Linked DNA regions of Drosophila melanogaster: regions 2 and 3 are each linked to region 1. The links are chromatin contacts, called in public Hi-C maps. All regions are on one chromosome and are shown on one strand. The core of a region is the stretch at or near the end of the contact, and the rest is flanking DNA. Distances in the headings are between cores, read along the strand shown.

Evidence for each region. A called contact is a pair of places that touch in the nucleus more often than the background predicts.
Region 2: a contact with region 1 is called in a Hi-C map of the Kc167 cell line, with 4 times the contacts expected there. A contact is called at or near these places in 5 of 107 Hi-C or Micro-C datasets (the D17-c3 cell line, the Kc167 cell line, the ML-DmBG3-c2 cell line and 2 more).
Region 3: a Hi-C map of the S2 cell line shows a contact between it and region 1, with 4 times the contacts expected there. A contact is called at or near these places in 8 of 107 Hi-C or Micro-C datasets (the D17-c3 cell line, the Kc167 cell line, the ML-DmBG3-c2 cell line and 2 more) and 1 of 7 datasets of targeted methods (the Kc167 cell line).

The regions. Positions count from the first base shown.
Region 1 is chr3R:13,836,008-13,839,522 of dm6, forward strand. Nsf2 (N-ethylmaleimide-sensitive factor 2) reads right to left here and starts at 1,984. Exons shown (of 4, transcript NM_001300390.1): 1 at 1,796-1,984; 2 at 1,371-1,695; 3 at 1-735. The coding sequence starts at 1,905. It overlaps CG31495, which reads right to left. Exons shown (of 1, transcript NM_169559.2): 1 at 2,233-3,515. The coding sequence ends at 2,767. It also overlaps the pseudogene CR46415.
Region 2 is chr3R:13,659,448-13,662,962 of dm6, forward strand. It overlaps B52 (B52,), which reads left to right and starts at 1,864. Exons shown (of 9, transcript NM_176494.4): 1 at 1,864-1,995; 2 at 2,255-2,412; 3 at 2,714-2,784; 4 at 2,850-2,957; 5 at 3,508-3,515. The coding sequence starts at 2,287. It overlaps Hrb87F (Heterogeneous nuclear ribonucleoprotein at 87F), which reads right to left and starts at 1,084. Exons shown (of 4, transcript NM_057458.5): 1 at 893-1,084; 2 at 1-201. The coding sequence starts at 940.
Region 3 is chr3R:13,682,086-13,685,600 of dm6, forward strand. It overlaps flfl (falafel), which reads left to right and starts at 1,836. Exons shown (of 10, transcript NM_142047.4): 1 at 1,836-2,065. It overlaps omd (oocyte maintenance defects), which reads right to left. Exons shown (of 9, transcript NM_142046.2): 2 at 942-1,231; 3 at 102-877; 4 at 1-46. The coding sequence starts at 1,048.

The DNA.
Region 1 (3,515 bases), core at 734-3,233:
TCGCAGCAGGGCCTCATCGATCATGTCCCGCCGGTTGGTCATTCCTATTACCAGGATGTTGTTCAACTGCTCCACGCCGTCGATCTTGGCTAGCAGTTGATTGACGACCGTGTCGTGGACACCACTATTACCGGCCACGGATCCGCGAGCCTTGCAAATGGCGTCGATCTCGTCGAAGATGATGATGTGCAGTCCACTGTTCGGTCCCAAGCGCTTTTCCTCCTCCTCGGCCTCGGCAAACAGTCGCCGGATATTGGCTTCTGATTCACCCACGTACTTGTCCAGGATCTGCGGTCCATTCACGATCTTGGGTTCGCGGGCATTCAGCATGGTACCTATTTGCCGGGCCATCAGGGTTTTTCCCGTGCCTGGTGGTCCGTACAACAGAATACCCTTAACGTGCTTGATGCCCAGTTGTTCGACAAGTTCCGGCGGAAAAACACGAGAGGCGAAGGCGCGTCGGAAAATCGCATTGAACTCTTTGTCTAGGCCACCAATGCCCATCTTGCCAAAGTCCCAGTCCGGATTTATGATGGACTGCCGCACGATCTTACCCTTGGAGCGACCCTGCAGATTTAGCACAGAGTTTTCGGCCTTCTCGAACTGCACCACCGTGTTACCGAGGATGCGGCCGAATCGTACGTTCCGAGTCTTCGGTAGGGAATCGCCCACTGTTCGGGGATCCACTGCCTCCAGCGTTTTTACAGCGAGGCCCAGGAATTTCTTGTCTTTGAACTGAAAGGCGGTAAACATCCTTATTAGCAAACGAACGATATATGTACATTAAGGAGCATGTTAGAAGAATTACTATGTTAAGATAGTTGCATTTCCTATGAGGGCAGCCTAACACACTATTTTTAGTTCATAAAAAAGGGGGACATTGTATGCTGAATTATTAAAAAAGATTTGGCAGAGAGCCAAAAAGATGATCTAAGGGAGAGTTACGTGTCTTTGGGTTTCTAATTGTTGGAGGTAAGCTACCTTGTTAATATTTGCATTAGGTCACCGTCTAAATGTGGAATATGAGATTCAGCATCTCATGACAATCAAGACACGTCAGTAAATATAAAATAACGAATATCGAATAACACAAATAACGAATATTCTCACTACCGCTATGCTATGAACGTATAAATCTTTTTGTAAAGTTATACAAAACCAAAATTATTATAAGTGCACACAATAAATGGTGAAATAATGAATAGGTGCGTCCGAGATAAACCGAGAACCCTCATTGAATTGGGTAGTATTTTAACTGGCTCTGGCATATATCACTAATCCTCTCCAGATTACTACCTTAGTTTCAGTCCTTTGCTATCTATTTTTCTATACTGCATACATTTATGGGGGAGCCACATCCACACCATTACCTGAAAGACGAGCGTTTGGCCGACGGTCAGCGGCATTCCGGCGAACTGCATGAGGAACTCCTTGGCCATCTCGTCGGAGTCGTAGGGCTCCTGCGTGGTGGTCTTCTTCTGCAGGAAGTCCGTCTCGAAGGAGACCAGTGTGATGATATCGGCGCTGGCATCGAATCGGTACGGCCGCACGTCTATTTCCTGGTTGATGGAGAGCGTGGCCCACTTGCGCTGGACCAGCGAGAATCCGACGTGGCCGAGCGGCAGCTCCGGCCCGCTGATCTTCTCCAGCGCGAAGATGTAGTGCAGCCCCGGGCCCGGCGAGATGTCCACATATCTGCAGGGTATCAAGCGGTGCGTCATTAGCATAAGCGAAAGTTTCCATAGGCTCGTACGCCCACGTAGGAAGTGGAAAAACAACAAAAACCAACACTCACTTGACCTCCTCCGTGAAATCGGACACATTCACAATCGCCTTGTTCGTCAGGGACAGCTCATCCGTTGGGCATTTGATCGCTCTCATCCGGTGGGCTTTTTCAATTGACATTTTCGTAGCAATTTTATAATATAATCCCGAAATTGTCTCAAACAGCTGATAGCCCGTTGAGGGAGTGCAACCCTGTTCGGCATTGCGTGTGTGTATGCACTGTGATTGCGAGCAAAAGATGCCTGCTACGGCACCTGCAGTGCAAATTTGAATTCATTGGCGCGCATTTGCATTTTCTAATAATACATATATCCCCCGCATTCAAGACTTCTTCGCTGTTGCTAAGCAGCTCTGCAGCACCAGGATTGGTGAAGAAAACAATCCAAAAAATGTGTTGTATCAAAAGCCAAATCCTCTAAGTAAATAACGATAAAATGGGTGGCATTTGCAATTCAAATATCTTTATTTTTACTTATATATATATAATATGGTAATAAAACTTGTTATGCCAATCACCAAAGACACTAGAACAATATAATATATATATATAATATATAATATATATTATATATATAATTATGTATATATATATATATTGGACAACGACATCAAGCCCGCCTTTGGAGCAGCCCAGGAGATGTTGGGCCCACCGGTCACCGAACTCCTGGAGGACGGAATGCTCTCCGTACAGCAGGCGAAGGCCACTGAGAGGTCTGGCCTGGTGTATATATAATATATATATAATATAATAATCTAGTATCTTTGCAATCACATTATCGGGCTGTTCATTTTAGTCTTAAGAACATTGCAATGCAATGGAAGCAAGTTCATCCAAAAAATAATGCAATATTATTTTTTTAGATGGTTTTTTTATGCTTACGTGGTTCTTTTAAATATAAAGCATTACTGAATTATTTGGAATCACTTGGAATTATTTTCCTGGAATTGTAGATACAATATTGCATTTCCTAACCTAACGTCTTAAATGTATTGAGGTACAAGTGGACTAGAATGGTTCCCTACCCATCCCATTGCTTCGCCCAATTTCTTCAGCAATTTGGCAGCTCGACGGTCGGGATTTAGGGAATTCACCCACGCAATCAAGTCAAGCAACCGTTTGATGCCAATGGAGACGTTGCGGCCATCCATGGCGATCTCGATTTGGCGTAGCTCCTCGGGCTCGAATCGTTTTGAAGCTTCCACTATGACCATAAGTTCTTTAGGCGTGGAAACATTTGGCACATTGTGAACTGAAGTGAAAACGGATAGCAAGCCCAGTTCCTCCAGGACATCGAGACGATTGCTTGTGCAAATGATGATGAGCTCGTGGCTGTTGGGCGGTTGTTTCTTCAGAAGAACCGTCAGCTTCTGCAGGAACTCCTTGGAGTACCGCTTACCCAGGGCGCCGTAACCAATGACACGCTCAAAGTCGTCAATGATGACGCAGCTGCGCCTGGAAACATAGGCGTCCTCCAAGACTTCCCGTATTCTCTGGCATTTTTCGGAATCGCTAAGTCCCAGCAATTCGGCCGACGAGATGTATTTTATAAAAGGGCAGTCTGTTTTCAAAGCCATTTGAGCGGCCACCGTAGTTAGGCCTGACTTGGGCTTACCTTCGACCAGATGGCAAGACCATCTTGGGCGTCCGGTGGACAGGAGATCATTCGGATCGAAAGCGGTACGATCTAGATATTCATATGGCATGAGCAGCTGGAGAGTCTCCTCCTGCC
Region 2 (3,515 bases), core at 614-3,113, 180 kb before region 1:
ATTCTGCGCATTGTCGATCATGTACGACTGGGAGTACGTGATGAAACCGAAGCCGCGAGAGCGCTTCGTCTTGGGATCCTTCATCACCACCACGTCGACAATGTTGCCCCACTTCTCGAAGTGAGCCTTCAGGCCATCATCTGTGGTGCGGTAGTCCAGTCCGCCGATGAACAGTTTGCGCAGCTGCTCTGGCTCGGTGATCTGCGGGTGAATTTCAAATGCATTAGCTAAAGACGTTCTATAATTTAAATAATTTCTAAAAACAAAAAAAAAACCCATTGATTCGAAAATAAGTTGTAATATTAAATTAAATTAATTGATTTCTTTGGACAAACTTTGCGAAAAATGTATAAATTTATATAATAAAAAAAAAAATCATACTGTATCTAAATGAATAAATGTATAAAAAATATTTAAATGTATAATAAGTTGCTGTAAATTTAATAAAAAAATAAGTTGCTGTCAATAAGTCAATAAGTTTATGTCAATAAAACGATAAAAGTGCAAAATCATCCTTGATCAACAAGGATTTGCCATTGTTTATAATAGTAATTTACCTGGCGAGAAAAAGCCGCTCGCCATATTTTTTTTTTTTTTTTTTAGTATTTGCACCGCCATGACAGCCCGTATATGTGTATGTATGTATGAATTTTCGTTTTCTTTTTTATCAAACAGCCGGCAACTTTTTTATCGGAAATTGCTTATATTTCTCGCCAAAAGAGGTCGATAAACTTTTAGCTGGCTAAATTCGCACAGGGATCGATGGCCCCCATAATTCGGTAAAAAAGCGGCGTGAATGTATATTATACACGAATATTGTCGGCGTCGACATTTTGCACTTTCACGCGCGATGAACGATTTACAAACAGCAATTGGTCATTCTGCAACTCACCTCTTCACCATCGTCGTAGTTTCCGTTGGAATCGTTTTGTTCCGCCATTCTCTCCTTGGTTGTTCAAGAAGATGGAAAGTTTAAACACCGAACGCAGGAAATATTTTTTTTGTTTTTGTTCTTTTTTGACGGCAGACTGGCAATAAATGAAATGTACAGCACGCACAATGAGAATGGAGTGAGCAGTATGACCAGGTGTCGAGAACGGGGTAAAGTCGGAAAATCGGACGCCACGTGGAATCGGAACGATTGTTTCGGTGCGTTAGGGGTGTTCCTCGACAATTAAGCTGATGCCACACTTGATTTTATATATCTTCATATAAATTTGTATTCGTCTAGTAAGGGCTTAAAAATATTAGACAAGTTTATTGTATATATTTCTGAACAAACGGATTTGAATGTATTATCTTTATAAATGGATTATGATAATTACTACCACGATAACCCAAGAAACATTTAATATGTTTAACTTTTTAGCTAAATATGTATTATTATTAATACCGCTTACATAACTCTTTCTGCGAGCATTCGCTTTAGCTGGGGCGATGGAAGGCTTCACTTTAAGAGATAACTTGTAAATTATTTTGTATTGAATTGTATATTTGTAAGTAGCCAGCTAAGGGTCAATCAATATTACAATTACGGGATCTATGAGGCATTTGGGAATAAAAAAAGACATCGTGCGAAATAAATTAATAAATCCAGAAACATTTTATGTATATCATCAAATCAGAAACGTTAAAAAATGCTAATGAGTGCTTGCTAGCAGATATCAAAATAAAAAGGTTGTTAACAGTATATTCAAATGCTACTACTAAGTATATTTAATGTTTATTCTTTTCATAGCGGAACACGAACAGCAACTGGAATACCCTTAACGCAGCGAAACGCATTGCCCGCCCAAAATATCGATAGGCGAAAAAGTATCGTTCCATTCCGCCTTTGGAATGACTGTCAAACATCGCTTTCGTCTGTCACTTTCACTTCCGTTTGTGTCGAGTCGCTTGCGTTTTTTCGTGTGGGAAAGCCTGAAAAAGAGAGAGTACGGCAGCGACTTAATTGTAAATTTGCCACAAATATCCTTCACTGAACGGTACGTGCTAGTGAGTACGCTTAAGTGAAGAACAGCGCGTATTTCGCGTTGTTAAATTAACTCGTTTTTGCAGCGGTTCTGTACACCCGGTACATTGCGAGCGTGTGTGTGTGTATGTGGTGGCCGCCATCTTGGCGAAACATACACGGCGCGTACATATGTGCGTTTTTTTTTTCTTCCATTCCTAAAGGACAGTCGAGCAAAATAGAAGCTGCAAACTGCAACGGTTCCCTTGCTGATATATATATATATACTTCACTATTTTATAGCACCTGCTCCAGATACGTAAGGAACCGTTATCATGGTGGGATCTCGAGTGTATGTGGGCGGTCTGCCCTACGGAGTGCGCGAGCGCGATTTGGAGCGCTTTTTCAAAGGCTACGGCCGCACACGCGACATCCTCATCAAAAATGGCTACGGCTTTGTGGTGAGTACAAAATATCATATTTAACTGGAATATGTAAAAAAAAAAAATCGGTTAAATTTGATTTGAAGACATTTCTGCATTTCTCTGTTTGTCTATAGGTTTCCTAACATTTCAAGCCGACCCTTGAATACTTTTTTTTTCTTTTTGAACCTATATTTGTTCCATCATTTGTCTGTCAAATACAGTGACGCTTAAAAACTGTTCTTAAATTCACCCAGCGTATTTCCATAAGAGTATGCACAGGCAGGGTAGCTTCAATACTAATTCCATAATCAATACTAATCACTAATTGAATTTTCAGGAATTCGAAGACTATCGTGATGCCGACGATGCCGTCTATGAACTGAATGGCAAAGAGCTGCTTGGCGAACGGTGAGTTGTTAGATATAAGCCAAAGTACGAAATGACTCACGATTGTATGTTCTATATTTTTGCAGTGTGGTTGTTGAACCCGCCAGGGGTACCGCTCGTGGCAGCAACCGCGACCGCTACGACGATCGATATGGTGGTCGGCGGGGGGGCGGGGGCGGTCGTTACAACGAAAAGTAAGTAGTACTGCCAGCGGACCTTAAAACCGGACCAAAGTAGCGACGATATCGTCCTCCAACTTTGTTTGCGTTGAAGTTTGCCCTAGAATTAGCACTGCCAATTTGTTTCGTTTGATATCTCCATCCACACAGATGCAACCAGCTTAGATCGTGCAAAATCTATATACCTATAATATTAGCTACTTGCGATATATATAAAAAACATCAGTTTATTATATATTGACTTCTATAGTTTTATACACTTTTGGTAGTGCAATCGTATAAGCTGATTTCTTCTGCGTGGAAGGGAACCAAAAGACACTGACTTGCTGTTAATATTATCATTTCCAAGACGCTCCGTTTTCCTATGCATACTATTGTTGCTTTTATTTGCACGTTCCACCCATCCGCATAGTATGTAAAATGTTTGATTTGTTGCGCATAACCCAAATGTAAATATGCATATGCTGGAATATATTCACCATTACCGTTAATTTTTGTGATGGAGCATCAGGAGCAGCAGCGCAGTGTCAATACTAATTAGCGAATCCATTCAATTATTCACCAGAAACAAAA
Region 3 (3,515 bases), core at 586-3,085, 150 kb before region 1:
CACAACGGCGCCTTCTGCACTATCACCTCGCACATGTCCTCGGTATCTACATGACATTGTGTTAGAGAAATAATATATCTCTTTATTCAACCAGTACTTACAGATTTCGACTAGCACATTGACCAAGCTCTGCAGGATCGTGTCCGAGTAGTTGGTGGTGATCAGCAGGAAAGGAACAACGGCCACGTCCAGCGGCTTCTTCGGTGCGAATCCCTCCCTAAGCATCTCACGAAAGGCTGCCCTAAGGTGCTGTTCGTGGCACGAGGTCATATAATCGAGGATGCCCGCCTCCGAATCCAGGTGGCAGCGGTAGTCATCGACGAATCGCTTGATGCCGCACTGTAGAATCTGCATGATGATCTTGTAAGGGAAACAGCCGCCCAATCTCGCCACAATCCAGTCGAAGGTCATGGGAAACCGGTGAAAGGCATTGAGCATGATCTCCACGCAGGCCTCCTCCTCCGGTTGGGTTAACTTTCGGAAACAACTATTTATAAGGGTCATCAGCCCGTGCATGGCGCTGCACTCCAGCCAATAGTTGCAGCTGGCCGTGATGGTCATCCGCCGCTGGGTGTACTTATCGGACAGCTTGGCCACTAGTTCCAGACTCCAGTTGGCGATGAGCGGCGACCAGGCGGGCGGTCCCTTCCACACCAGACTCTGCAGCGCGGTCTTTACCAGATTGAAAGCCTCGTATTCCGGAGCACGTTGCTGCTGCTGGCGATTCCCGGCCAGCTTCACCTGGGATACCGGCATACCGGTCTTTGGGTCGGCCATCTCCGGCGACACATACAGCTGCACACTGATTTCGGCCAGCAGGGCGAAGTATTCGAACACAATGTCTCGCGTGGCGGGCAGCTCCTCCAGGAATCCCAGTCTGCAAATATCCATGGAATTATTTACTACGGGCATCATTATTAACCACCGCGGTTGCTACTCACGCGAGCTTGATGAGATTGGGGCTGGTCAGCAGCTGCGGACAACTGTGCCCATTGCTCACCGTCTCTATGAAGTGCTTAAGCTGATCCAACAGGTTCTGGCGCAGCATTTTGTCGTCCTAGGCATCGGGAACGCAGCACCGAAGTTGGCCAAGTGAGCAAATGCATCGCAGCAGCGGGTCGCTGCGTCTTTCACTCGGAATACCAAAACGACGGGGCACAACTGCAGGCATTTGGAATCCGCCGCCACCTGGCCACACTAAGGCGGCAGAAAATTCGAAATTCTTTAATATCTGAAAATCATAAAATTAACAGAATAATAAATATCTTAGCACTCTAACGTGTCATTACATTCATTATAAACTAGCACCTGAGATTAGTTTAAGATGACACTTTACATTCAAGTTAAATTAAGCTGGAAAAGATTTCTAATCGGAATTATGTGTTTACTACAATGCTAACTTTCGAATCGAGGATGTAATTACTGAGTAATCAAACTGTTTGCTCTTTTTAATACTAAGTAAACGTACTTATAGCTCTATTTTCTAATTTTATAATATTTAACGTGTTTTTGTTTTAAAATATTATCGTAACAGTAGGGAGTGCGAAAAACGGTAACACCAAAACCCAGTTCGTGCATTATTGCACACTCTTTTGGGGCGAATCAAGAGCGAAAGACAACATGGCGTCGAAGCGGCGAATCTGTCTCGCAGTTTGTCGTGCTGTTTGCTTTTTTCTGCTCTGATTTGTACAAATATTCATTCAAGGTGCTCCAGTTTTGCCAAGTATATGTTAATAGAGTACCATAACAATGGTGGCGTCACAGGGGTGCTAGAGTTCGATATCGATAACAGCTCACATTCTCGTCATATGCAACTATCGCTGTACTCTCTGGCCGAGTATCGATACGCAGATATTATCGTCGTGGTCAGACCAACGCTCTAGCGTCGGTCCGCGGAAAATAGCGAAAATTACAATTATCCGGGAAGATATATTGGTCGAAAACTAACTCGTGATCCCCCAATAAATATGCGCAAGAGAAAATTGTATATAAACTGATCGAATGCAGCCAGCGTGCTAAGCACTAAAAGCGAAAAACGCCAGAAACAGAAACAAGGAATTGCAGCGTGAGTGTATAACTTTTTGGTTTTTGCCCCCGCGCTCTTTCTCTCTCTTTGCTGCTCTCTCTCTCCCGCTCTCTTTTGCCCTCTTGCGGCTTCTGTGTTGTCTGCGTGCTAGTGTGTGTGTGTTTGAATTTTACTGTGAATGTGACCGACGGTGTGTTCTCACGTACTCCGTGGATGATTTGCGGCCTTGCCAGGGAATCGGACTATATATCCCGGCAATAGCCCATATTGGATCCCGATTTTGAATACAACTCGGCTGATTTGCTTCTTTCAGTGTCTCCCCTTTTATCGCACTTTATGCAACAACGCATACCGTCGTGTTGAATTTCCTCGCTCTCCGCTGTGTGTGGTTTGTAGGTGTGCGTGTGTTCGAGGTGAGTTAGCCGTCGTCTGTTTTTCTTTTCCCTGCGTTTTGTGTGCGTTTCAATGAAATGCAAAATCGCCAGCGAATATCGCGGAAATGCGCTGCTCCTAAATATTATGTATACATAAATAAAGTATCGAATCAAAACAAAATCGGCTTGCAACAACAACAAAAACATTGCAGAGTGTGGGTGGCGCGTGTAGCGATCAAAATTGCGTGCATGTGTAATGTGTGTGGTGGAGAGACGGCATTTTTCTTTACCACACGCCTCTTCTTCTTTCCCACAATACACTGCAATTTTTGCGATTCTGTTTTGCGCCTGCCATTCGCAATAATTTTATTGAATGAACCGCAAAAGAGACGGCCCAAAAAGCGATGTACTTGCCAGACGTTGTGTCTGTGTGCGTCCAAGTGTCTGTAGCGCGTTGTGTGTGTATCGCGTATGAAAATACATCAACTGTTGGGCATCAACAAAAAAACGGAATCAAAAATTTATAATAAAAAATGAAAGGAAATTAGCTGACTTTGTAATCGCAATCGGAGAGTGTTTACTTGCTAAATTTTCGAGTTCTCCGCCCGTCTCTTTCCCTTCATCCCTCCTGCCTTCACCGCCAATACCACCCCAAAAAATTGCATACATGCACACACGCCTTCGGTTGTGCGAGTGGTTTAGTGTGTGAGCGCGCGCGTATTCTGCACACATTGTCATGCATGCAAAAAACAAGATACGACGCGTTCGCAATCGTTAGATTCCGTCTCCCCCAATTCATGGCGTTTCATTGCTGGGGGCGAAAGTAAGAAGATAACGAAAGGGATATGCGAACCACTTCCTAATGAAGTCCTGCATCCTTAGCTTTTGGATTCCCACCTCTTCGCCTTCTCCTTCTTCACACGGACACTTGCAGCGTTCGCGCCCATGCGTGTGTATGTGTGCGAAGAACAGGAAGAGAGCAGCGAGACTCCAATTATCCATTTACAGTTGCGGTTGAAATGATGGAGCATAGTTGTATTATTTGTATTCACACAATTACCGGTGGTATTTAAAGTCTTAACAATATTTATTAATTTCCTGCTACCTTCCTAAAT